2 separate regions of the Mus musculus genome follow, and region 1 is linked to region 2. A link is a contact called in public Hi-C data. All regions are on one chromosome and are shown on one strand. The core of a region is the stretch at or near the end of the contact, and the rest is flanking DNA. Distances in the headings are between cores, read along the strand shown. Region 1 overlaps Ank3 (ankyrin 3, epithelial). Region 2 has its middle 23 kb from the start of Ank3.

Region 1 (5,226 bases), core at 769-3,268, 120 kb after region 2:
GTCAGTTTACTGCCAGCCTCTGCCTTCATCTTATTCTCTGTACATTGAAGGAAATAAACAAACAAAACAGGAAGATACAGTTTTCCCTGTATGGTCTTTCCAAAAGATCACCCCCACTGTCTTTACTGACTTGATTCATTTTGATAATTTTTGTGTGAGGAACTCTTGGGCTTTTTAAGGGCATTCTACATAGATTTTAAAAAAATTTTTTTTTATATTAGATGGCCACATTTGAGCTAAACTCAGTGTCTGAGTGTTTTTATTGCTGGTAATGGCCCTTCATGGCTTGTATGTGTGTGTGCTTGCACATGTCTATACACACACACACACACACACACACACACACACACACACACACACACTGTCTTAGTTAGAGTTTTACTGCTGTGAACAGACACCATGACCAAGGCAACTCTTATAAAGGACATTTAATTGGGGCTGGCTTACAGGTTCAGAGGTTCAGTCCATTATCATCAAGGTGGGAGCATGGCAGCATCTAGGCAGACATGATGCAGGAGAAGTTGAGAGTTCTACAGCTTCATCTGAAGGCTGCTAGCAGAATACTGACTTCCAGGCAGCCAGGATGAGGGTCTTAAAGCCCACACCCACAGTGACACACCTACTCCAATGAAGTCATGACTTCTAATCGTGCCACTCCCTGGGTGGAGCATATACAAACCATCTCACACACACACACACACACACACACACACACACACACACACACACATTCCTTTAAATTGTTGATTTGAATTCAGCTATAACTCCTGTTCTTGCTGTCTGCTATCCCTGCTGCATCCCCAGAGGGTTCACTGAGTAACGGGCTGATAGGTTCCACAAAATACTAGTTTTGCTATCAAGGTGACTTGTATCTTAGTGCTTGGCTGTCAATTCAATACTCTTGCTGCCAGTTTGGAAGTCACCTCTGTAAGCTTCATGAGAAGCATTTAGCAAGAATGTGTACATACTTTTTTGCAGTGAGTGGTATAGTGAGTAATAGCAGGATAGCCATGGGTAGGAGATTGAAGTTCAAAATGAAACTCTGTTTTATCTGGGACAGTTTCTTTGTATTTCTGACTGTTAATCATTCTCCAAATGCAATCCGTCAAACTTCTTATTTCCAGTAGGGATTTAGTGACGCCCAGGCGAATTGTGTTGCCATCAAGCCCATAAGAACGTAAGTCACATCATCAGGGTGTCTTGACCGTCACTAATCTCAGCATTGTGGGGTCTCAGAGCTATCCCTCTCTTCTACAAACCCCGTTTCCCTCCCTCGCTTTTGCATGACTAAGATCATTCTAGAGTCCAAATTCAGAGGTTCAGGTGATGTCCTTTCTGTTTGTTTGTTTGTTTGTTTGGTTGGTTTGGTTTGGGTTTTGAGGCAGGGTTTCTCTGTGTAACAGTCCTGGCTGTCCTGGAACTGGCTTTGTAGACCAGGCTGGTCTCGAACTCACATAGATCAGTCTGCCTCTGCCTCCCAAGTGCTGGGATTAAAGGTGTGAGTCATCACCACCCAGCTGGTAAAATCCTCTTTTTAAAAGGACGTTATTAAGCCAGTTGATTCTGAGAGCCTAATAGAGACACCCACAGCAGAGATCCAAGCATCGTTTCATTCCATAGCTTCGGATTGAAACTACAAGCCCACACAGGAAACTGTTTGCATCCTGTTGTATGGGTTTTTTTTTTTTTTTTTTTAGCTTTGTTTCCTTGTTTCCCTTTTGGCTTTCTTGTCTGCCGTCATGTGGAGAGGTAGTCTTGGTGTTTTAAAACTCTAACTTTAAAAAATGTCATTGGTGAGCTGAACTGCAGGCTCGTTGCCTTCCTGGTTGCTATGGAACCAAATCTTAGCGAAAGTAAATCATGCCAGGAGCCAGTTGGGGAGGCGGAGAGAAGATGGGTCAGGGCATTCTGATGGTGGATGGCTAGAATCTGGGAGGACTGAAGATGTTCTTAGCATGTAACTGGGAGTGTTTGTCACTTGGTAAGAGTTCGTCTTCTGAGAGAAAAAAAAAAATCCTTGACAACAGGCTTCATCTGCTGATCTGCTGACTGTGAGGGCTTCGTATGGAAATGATTCCTGCAGTCTCTTTCCCAGAGGGATTTGTCCAAATGCATTCCCTTGGGATAGGAGGGAAAAAAATGTGCATAGTACAGAAATAAACTCACTTTTGTCTTAAATGGGTGAAATTCGAGGCATCTTCTTGATTCTGGAAGAAGGCTAGAACAGGTTTAAAGAGCTGATGTGACAAACCAAAGCCAGATTTTATGAACACAGACACATACACACACACACACACACACACACACACACACACAAAACAAAAAACAAAAAACAAAAAAAAAGAAAGGAAGAAAAGAAGAAAGAAAAAGAAAGAAAGAAATAGAAGCTCTTATCTCTAACCAGTAACCATGGTTACATTGGTTAATATTTTCAGCTTGGATTTATATAAAGTGGCCATGCAGCACAGCTTGGCCTGCTGCAGTTGGTCACATGTTTATCTTTCCCCGAGGATTCTGTTGGTAGGTGGCCATTTGCTCTCATAGAAACATGATTGAGGTTGGGGTCACCTGGTGTCACTTTCCCTTGGCATCTGACACATGGGTGACTATGCTGTGTTTTGCTCCTTTTTAAATTTTTTTAATGATTTATTATTTTTAATGTGCATTAGTCTTTTGCCTGCATGTATGTCTGTGTGAGGGGGCATGGATGCCCTGTCACTGGAGTTACAGACAGTTGTGAGCTGCCATGTTGGTTGCTGGGAATTAAACCGGGGTTCTCTGGGAGAGCAACGTCTTAAACGCTGAGCCATCTCTCCAGACCTGCTATTTTCAATCTGCCTCTAGTTTTGGGAGGGTTTATTTATTTATTTATTTATTTATTTGAAAATTTTTCTTAAGTCGACTTCAGTGGCAGCTCCTGAGTAACATATACTTTCAAAAGGCAAGACAGGGAGCTTGGGGCCTGACCATACCAGAAAAGGTTTCTTTTTGAGGTAGTTTTAGTTATATAAAGTGTGTGTGGCCCTCTCATATACCCTACTGTCAGAAATAGAGTCTGATTTCATATCGGTATATATATTTTTTTCTACAAGTAGAAAAAACATCAGAGAAAGGAGTCAGGGGCAGAGGACAAAGGGAGAGAGGAGAGAGGCTTCCCCACCCCAAGGTAAACATGTAGTCTTTAAACCATAATTACATACTTACAGATTTTTACATTTATACCAGATGCCCTGCTACCTATAACACACAGGGATTCTTATTCAGGTAGGTTATGTATTTTAAAAGATTTTTTTGTTTGTTTTTAAATAGTCTAGGCCAAAGCAGGAACCAGTAGACCCCGTGATCAGCCTTCACACGCCCTGGATTCATCCCTGATGTTGTGCATATGAAGCTGAGAAAGGTTTTGGGTTTTTTTTTTCCCATTTATATCCACTGTTCCCATCTCTCACAGGCTAGCTTTTGGGTGGACACTGACCACCTTTCTCCATCACTGGCTCTCCTTGGCTTCATCCTCTGCTGAGGGACATAAGTAATAGAAGGAAAGGCTGATTGGCCCTCCCCCGTGGCATTAGTAGGCCGCGGAAGACTTTGTATCTGTAGATTAACCCCTGTTCCCACAAAAGTACTCTTCCTGACCCCACCCCATCTCTATTACGTGGGCTCCCCCCTTCTTATTCATGTTTGTGTGCATGTGTGTCATACAACATGTGTGTGGGTGCCCACAGATGGCAGAACAGGCAGCTGTGAGCCACCTGATGCCGGGAACAGAACCCAGGTCCTTTGGAAGAACAAGAAGCTCTCTGGACCGAGAGGCATCTCTCCCACCCCCTCTCTCGGATTTTTTTGTAAATTCCCAGTGAGTACTGAATTTCTGTTGCTCCCCAAGTACAGCACGGTTGAAACTTCTGTGTAACATTCATTTTAAAATTCACTTAAACTCTGTGTATTGTGCATCACACGTCTCGGTTTCCATAGGAACAGGAAATGCATCATGCCTCTGTTGCTCACCCCCTCCCTAGTCTCTGCTGACTCAAGGAAAATGTCTGCATGTATCCATGGGTTTTCAGTCACTACACTTGTCCTTGGCATGTGAAGTTGAGGTCAAGAAGTCATCCATTCAGTCAAGTTGATGGCTCGGTGCTTTCGGGTGAGCATGATGGGAAGATCACACCCGTTCTTAAATGGACTTTCGAGTTTTTGAGTATAGTCAGGGTGCATCTGACCACCTGAGACATGTCATGGCATCTGTTGGGTGTCCTGGGCTATGTTAGTGAATGCAGAAGTCATGGCATCAGTTGGGTATCCTGAGCTATGTTATTGAATGCAAAAGACACACAGTTACATTTCGACCTAATCTTTATAAACGAAGAACACGTGCATATCTGGAAATTGGAAGCTTGGGGCCTAGCCTGTGTTCATGAAGACAACTGCTGTGGTCTCTGGGTCATCCTTCAAGCAGTTCAAGCTTGGTCTACTCAGCTTTATGCCTTCCGTATAAAGAGACCCCTTTACGGTGTAATTACAGAAGTGCTCAGGAAAACCAAAGGCTGCAGGGTGTGGCCTGTGATGTGATGGAGGAGAAAGAGCCCTCGGTTTTAATACCTCCCATCTCCGCTATCGAATAGTCAGGTAATGCCTCTGTAACATAATTGCTGGATGAGAACTCCGGGATAGCTTCAGCTCTCCCCAGTTGTTGAGTCCATTAGAGACAGCAGAACAACTGAGCTTCCCAGATCTTCCAGATGGCCCCTGGTCCACTCTTCTAAGTCCTCTCTTGTTTTGATTTCCCTCAGGAGTGCCTCCATTATTAAAACATTTTGTCAAGTTTTACCATCAAGTCATAAAATTCCAGGGAATGACTTCAGGGTTTTGTTTTGTTTTGTTTCCACTCTCTTCTGACAAAGGAAAGATTGAAGGAGTGTTTGGCTTGGGTGGCCAAGGTTCTCAGCCTCTCAGCCTCCCAGCCTCCCAGCCTCCCTGCCTCCCAGCCTCCCTGCATCCCAACCTTCCAGCCTCCCTGCTTCCCTGCCTCCCTGCCTCCCTTCATCCCTGCCTCCATCTCACCATACTTCTGTGCTGGAGACACTTCCTTCTCTTGAATGGAAATGGAGAGTCTCCTTCTTCTTGTGAAGCAGTTTCTTGCACAGCAGTTTCTTGCACTATAGCCACAGTGAAGTGTGACTAATGGGGGTATATTGACTTGTGCTCATCACCAAATGTGAATGT
Region 2 (5,488 bases), core at 1,153-3,652:
TTCTTATATAAAGAAACAGTAATATAATGAAGGGTCCATTTGTTCTACTTCATTTTGCCAAGTAACTCATAAAGTAATTCATAAAGTAAAGGGAAAAGTTTACCTTAAAAGAAGAGAAACCACTACATGAGTTTATGAATATTGCCAAAATTGAGGATGTTGGTGATAAAGCTGTCTGCCATGCTGTCTGTCACAGATGATCTGATGGTTGGCCTGGCTACATTTAAATTGTGTAGTAGTAAGTGAGTTGAGTTGATACTCTGTCCTGATGTCTCACATCATTATGGTTTTTGTTTTTTGTTTTGTTTTGTTTTGTTTTTGGTTTTGGTTTTTCGAGACAGGGTTTCTCTGTGTCGCCCTGGCTGTCCTGGAACTCACTCTGTAGACCAGGCTGGCCTCAAACTCAGAAATCTGCCTGCCTCTGCTTCCCAAGTGCTGGGATTAAAGGCGTGCACCAAGATGCCGGGCACATCATTATGTTTTGATACAATGTTGCTGGATTGCTGATTGGTTTGTGTCTTGGTGTTCTTAGGGGTATAAATGCATGTGTGTATGTTCAGTGTACATATCACACACATGGACGTCAGAGGGGCAACACTGGTTATCACTCCACTAGCTCAGGTCTGGTTCCTCTGGAGCCATCTACATCTTTTTAATTATTTATTTGTGTGTGTGTATGTGATGTATCTGCAACCATGAATGTGTGCCATTGTACACACCTAGAGGTCAAAGGCAACTTGTGGGCATTGGTTTTTAAGTTGTCAAGCTTTGTAGTCAGTGCCCTTACCATACCATCAGTCCCACATTGTCTTTAGAGACAGAATCTGCCTTGGAACTCAGCAAGTAGGCTAAGCTGGGGTCCTGAACCCACCCCCCTTTGTCTCCTCAGCCCTGGCACACGTTCCTGCCTAGCTTTTTATCTAGGTTTCAAGATTTGAGTTTCAAACAAAGACCTCTCTAAGTCATCGTCAATAACAGGATTAGCTTTCTGTTCCATGTTCTAAAGCCTCATCTCCCAGATACTGCTGGAGCATCTTTCTGACTAAAACCCAGAAGCAAGGACAACGTTCCAGGGACTCTGATAAGAATTAGGAAAGTAAACAGGAAATACAGACAATTGCTTCAGTTCTTATAAAAAAAGAAAAAAAGAAAAAAAGAAAAAAGAACATTGTGGGGTTTTTTTTTCTTGTTATTTTTAAACCACCAAACATGTTGAGAGATCTTATTCTTAGCAGAATGGAGTTCCAAGAAATTGCAAAGCCAACTGAAGCTGTCCTGCACCTGCGGTCCTTTGACTGTCTGTAGAGTAGAGGGGAGTAGAGTTCTGCTCCCCTCGAGGTGACATGGTATGGAGGCATGGCCAGGGCATCACCCTTTTCCTATGAACTGAACTCTGGTCTTGGAATGAGAGTTCTACTCACCATCTATCTTGTGCGCTTACTACCCATGATCGTGTGAGGGAAGATGGAATTCAGCGTCTCAGGAGACCATGGAAATTCTGTATCCCGTGGAGCTTAGCTGCAGGCTGAGTTTTGAGGGCCATGCAGGATGCTTTCTCTTTCTCTCTTTTCCTGGTGGTTCATGTTTCCCATACTGCCCGCACACTCACTGTGCAGCAGAGGACGATCCTCCTGCATCTGCCTCCCAAATGCTGCCGTTACAGGGGTGTGTGCTTTATATGGTATTGGGTACTGAGCCTAGGGCTTCATGCATGGATACAAATATTCTACTGAGTCACAGCATCAACACTGTGTAGGATTTCAGTGACAGAAATGACACTGGAGGAAAGGGTGGGTGTGGCAGTGGCAGAGATGGGGAATGACATCATGTAATCTGGTGCCTCTGTCCTAAGCAGGGGTTTTTCTCTTTGTCTCTGTCTCTCTGTCTCTGTCTCTCCCTATCCTCCTCCCCTCCCCGTCTCTCCCCTCCCTCTTTCTCTCCCTCTTTCCCCCTTCCCACTCTCCTTTCTCCCTCTACCTCCACTCCTACTTTTATAGCCCAGACTCACTTATACACATGGTAATCCTCCTGCTTCAACCTGTGGATTACTGGGATATGGTACTATGACAACACATATACCAAAAATCGGAAGGACAGAGTAGTGTGAGCCTGCCTATCTCTTCCTTGGCCCCTGTGCATCTTTCAGAGTCGTCCCCTGAACAGAGAAGCAGCTGAGAAAGTCCAGCCGAAGGATGCTCGGCACATTGGTGCATCAACGGTGTATAGATTGCTAATGGGAAGATGAACCAAACATGGCCACGGGATCTCTACATTGTGTTCCTGGTGTGACAGCTTGGCAGCCAACGTGATTTGGTTTCTGTCTTGTTTGTCATTTCTAATCTTAGTGCTTCCCAGTCGGGGAAGAGCAGGAACTGCTTGACAGGAGGAGGAATTCACAAAGATTCCCTCCCACCCCCCGCAAGGTTGTTCCAGTCATCTCCTCAGAGTTTCTGCTTCCCAGGCCCCTGGTCTACGTGTCTGCAAAAGAACAGTTGGCTTAACAATTTTGTCTTCCCACATTTTGGGGGCTATCTTTAGTGGGTGGGAATGCTAAAATGTTTGAAGAAGGCATTTAAATAGCAGCATTCTTTTTAAATCAGAAAAAAACTATATTCACTGTGAATCTTTTTATGTGATACGGAGTCAATGTTTTATGTAAATAATCTTTTTATAATTTACTGGTTAAAAAAACTTACATATATATGTATGCCCCATAAATTTGGAGAATCTAGCCTTCTGGTCTACCAGGGGTCTGTAAAACAACATTCTATCAAATGATCTGTTTCCAGGATGCATGGAAGAGATAAGGTGTCTATGAGAGTTTCTTTTTGTTTGTTTGTTTGGTTGATTCTTCTCATTTTAATTTTTAACAGTTTCATATATGCATATAACGTGTATTATTCACATTGGCTTTCAATTATCTAATAAGAGTTTTAATGAGTTTATTTAAATAGTTGGATTTTTAAGGCCAGAATTTTTCCCAATTTAGATTGAATGTTTTTTATGTACTGTGGATTAATTTTTTTTCTAAAAAATTAAGGGGTATTTCTATAACATACTAACTAACTTCAAAAATGTATATTTAAAGGATGGAGAGATGTCTTGGGAGTTAAAAGCACCTGCTGCTCTTTCAGAGGACCTGGGCTCGGTTCCAGCATCTGGATAGTGACTTACAACATCTAATAACTCTAGTTCTAGGAGATCCAATGCCCTCTTCTTACCACCAGGGGCAGCAGGCATATGTAGCAAAACACACATTAAAAAAAATAAATCAATATAATATATTTAAAATATATTTTTTACCTGTGTGGTATGTATAAATGTATGCATGTAAGTATGTATGCATCTATCCATCCATGCATCTCTTTATCTGTCTGTCTATCTGTCTATCTGTCTATCTATCTATCTATCTATCTATCTATCTATCTATCTATCTATCTATCGAGACAGAGTCTTACTATATTGCTCAGGTTCACCACAAACACACTGTGTAGCCTAAGTTGTCCTTAAACTCATTATGTAGGTCCACTGGCTTTGAACAATTTATGTAGCTCAGGCTGGCCTGCAACTTGCCTGCCAAGGGCTGGGAGTCCAGTTGTGAGCTTCAATGCTTGGTGCAATCATGTACTTTCACACGTAATATTTACGTAAAGTACATATCTAATGCCCAGTCAACTTAAAGACCACGAGAGGAGCTGGAGAGATGGCTCAGAGGTTAAGAGGACGTGCTGTTTGTGATGTTTTGTATATGCTTGACTCAGGGAGTGGCACTATAAGATGTGGCCCTGTTGGAGTGGGTGTGTCACTGTGGGCATGGACTTTAAGATCCTCATTGTATCTGCCTGGAAGTCAGTATTCTTTTAGCAGCCTTCAGATGAAGATGTAGAACTCTCAGCTCCTCCAGCATCATGCCTGCCTGGATGCTGCCATGCTCCCACCTTGATGATAATGGACTGAACCTCTGAACCTGTAAGCCAGCCCCAATTAAATGTTGTCCTTATAAGAGTTGCCTTAGTCATGGTCTATTCACAGCAGTAAAACCCTAACTAAGACAGATAGGGACAGGACTGGGGTTTGCCCGTGTGGATAAGGCAACATTTTTCCATGTGTAACATTGCTCTATTCGCTAAATATAATCGTGAACTACTTGAGTTGTATCTTCATTTCCGTGTCAATCATGAGCCTGGAGTAGTTGATCATTTCCCAGCTTATTACAGATATATTTTGTTGAGGCTTAGTCTGTTGCTATGTGTTGTAATGCTAAACATTGGCACCAATTGCCCCCAGGGATGAGGAGATTCTCATGTAGACCCAAATGATGCTATGTAACCTTGCCTCCCCCTACATTATCCCTAATAGGTGAATAAAGATGCCGAGAGCCTACAGCTGGGCACGAGAGAGATAGGTGAGGTTTTGGTTCCTGGGCTTGGAGTCTGAGGCAGGAGATCACAAGAAGAGAAGAAGGTAGAGAGAGGAGAGACACTATGGGGTAGGTGAGCCATGAAAACATGGCCAATTAGAGTAAGAGCAGCCCAGATGGAACATGGCAAGTTGTAATATCAAGGTTATTGATGGGGAAGTAGACATAATAGCTTAGAGAGTAGATATCTGCCCAGCTCTAGTGCTGATTAAGGCTTATCATAAATATAAAAGTTAAGAAGTGGGAATAAATGGGTAGGGGAGCAGGGCGGGGGGAGGGTATAGGGGACTTTTGGGATAGCATTTGAAATGTAAATGAAGAAAATATCTAATACAAAATGTGGGAAAATAAATAAATAAATAAATAAATATAAAAGTTGTTTTGTCTGTAGTCTGGGAACCGAACAATCAAAGGCAGGGTAGAAATCCCCATTTGAGATTCAGTAATTACCACGACACTATTTCAAGCATTTGAAAGTTCTCCATGCATTATCATTAAGCAAACACACAATGTGTAGGATGCAACCTCATGTGCAGGATGGGGACAGCGGAAGTGTGACAGTCTTATTTGCATTAGTCATCTGTGTGCCAGTAAAAATCCACGCATTTCTATTGATGTCTATTCCCCCTCTCCCTTTCTGACTGTCTTAGCAGAAATGCTGAGTGTGGTATTGAATGTGTGCTGTTAGGAATATTAAGAAGGTTAAGGGTCTTAAACTGAAGAATTATCTGAAAAAAAAAGAGGGGGTGGGGGGGTATCAAATGGGAGCTGTCAATCCGCCTTGATATTTACCTCCCCTGACTTGTTCGTTGGCAGCATCTTGGGGCAAACACAAACTTTGTTTTAACTTATCATCATTCATCAGTTAAAGAAGTCCACTGAGTAACAATTTGAATGGCCGGCTCTATACCTGCTTCACGGGAAGGTTGGAGCATTATGCTTCTGTTTGTGAGTCTCCTGTCTTGACACAGCATTGGATTCAGTAGCTCCTTCTTTGTTCGGAAGCAGCGGCAGTATAGCAGAGGAGGTGAGGCCGAAAGCAGCCTGCCATGGCTGAGAGTTGCCTAC

The links. A called contact is a pair of places that touch in the nucleus more often than the background predicts.
Region 1: a contact with region 2 is called in a Hi-C map of cortical neurons, with 2.1 times the contacts expected there. The contact joins two enhancer-like sites. A contact is called at or near these places in 8 of 484 Hi-C or Micro-C datasets (the C3H10T1/2 cell line, cortical neurons, embryonic fibroblasts and 4 more), 1 of 115 datasets of contacts at active chromatin or transcription factors (embryonic stem cells) and 1 of 9 other capture datasets (embryonic stem cells).

Annotation. Positions count from the first base shown.
Region 1 is chr10:69,629,098-69,634,323 of GRCm38.p6, forward strand. All of the region lies in intron 1 of Ank3 (ankyrin 3, epithelial), which reads left to right. Among named protein-coding and RNA genes, the nearest start is that of Gm33464, 69 kb to the left of the region's middle. Within about 2 kb of position 2,019, at least 10 of the 459 cell types and tissues checked have an H3K27ac peak or open chromatin away from gene starts, as enhancers often do. A contact at or near this core is called in cortical neurons, where this site is marked.
Region 2 is chr10:69,508,234-69,513,721 of GRCm38.p6, forward strand. No RefSeq gene overlaps it. Among named protein-coding and RNA genes, the nearest start is that of Ank3, 23 kb to the right of the region's middle. Within about 2 kb of position 2,403, at least 10 of the 459 cell types and tissues checked have an H3K27ac peak or open chromatin away from gene starts, as enhancers often do. A contact at or near this core is called in cortical neurons, where this site is marked.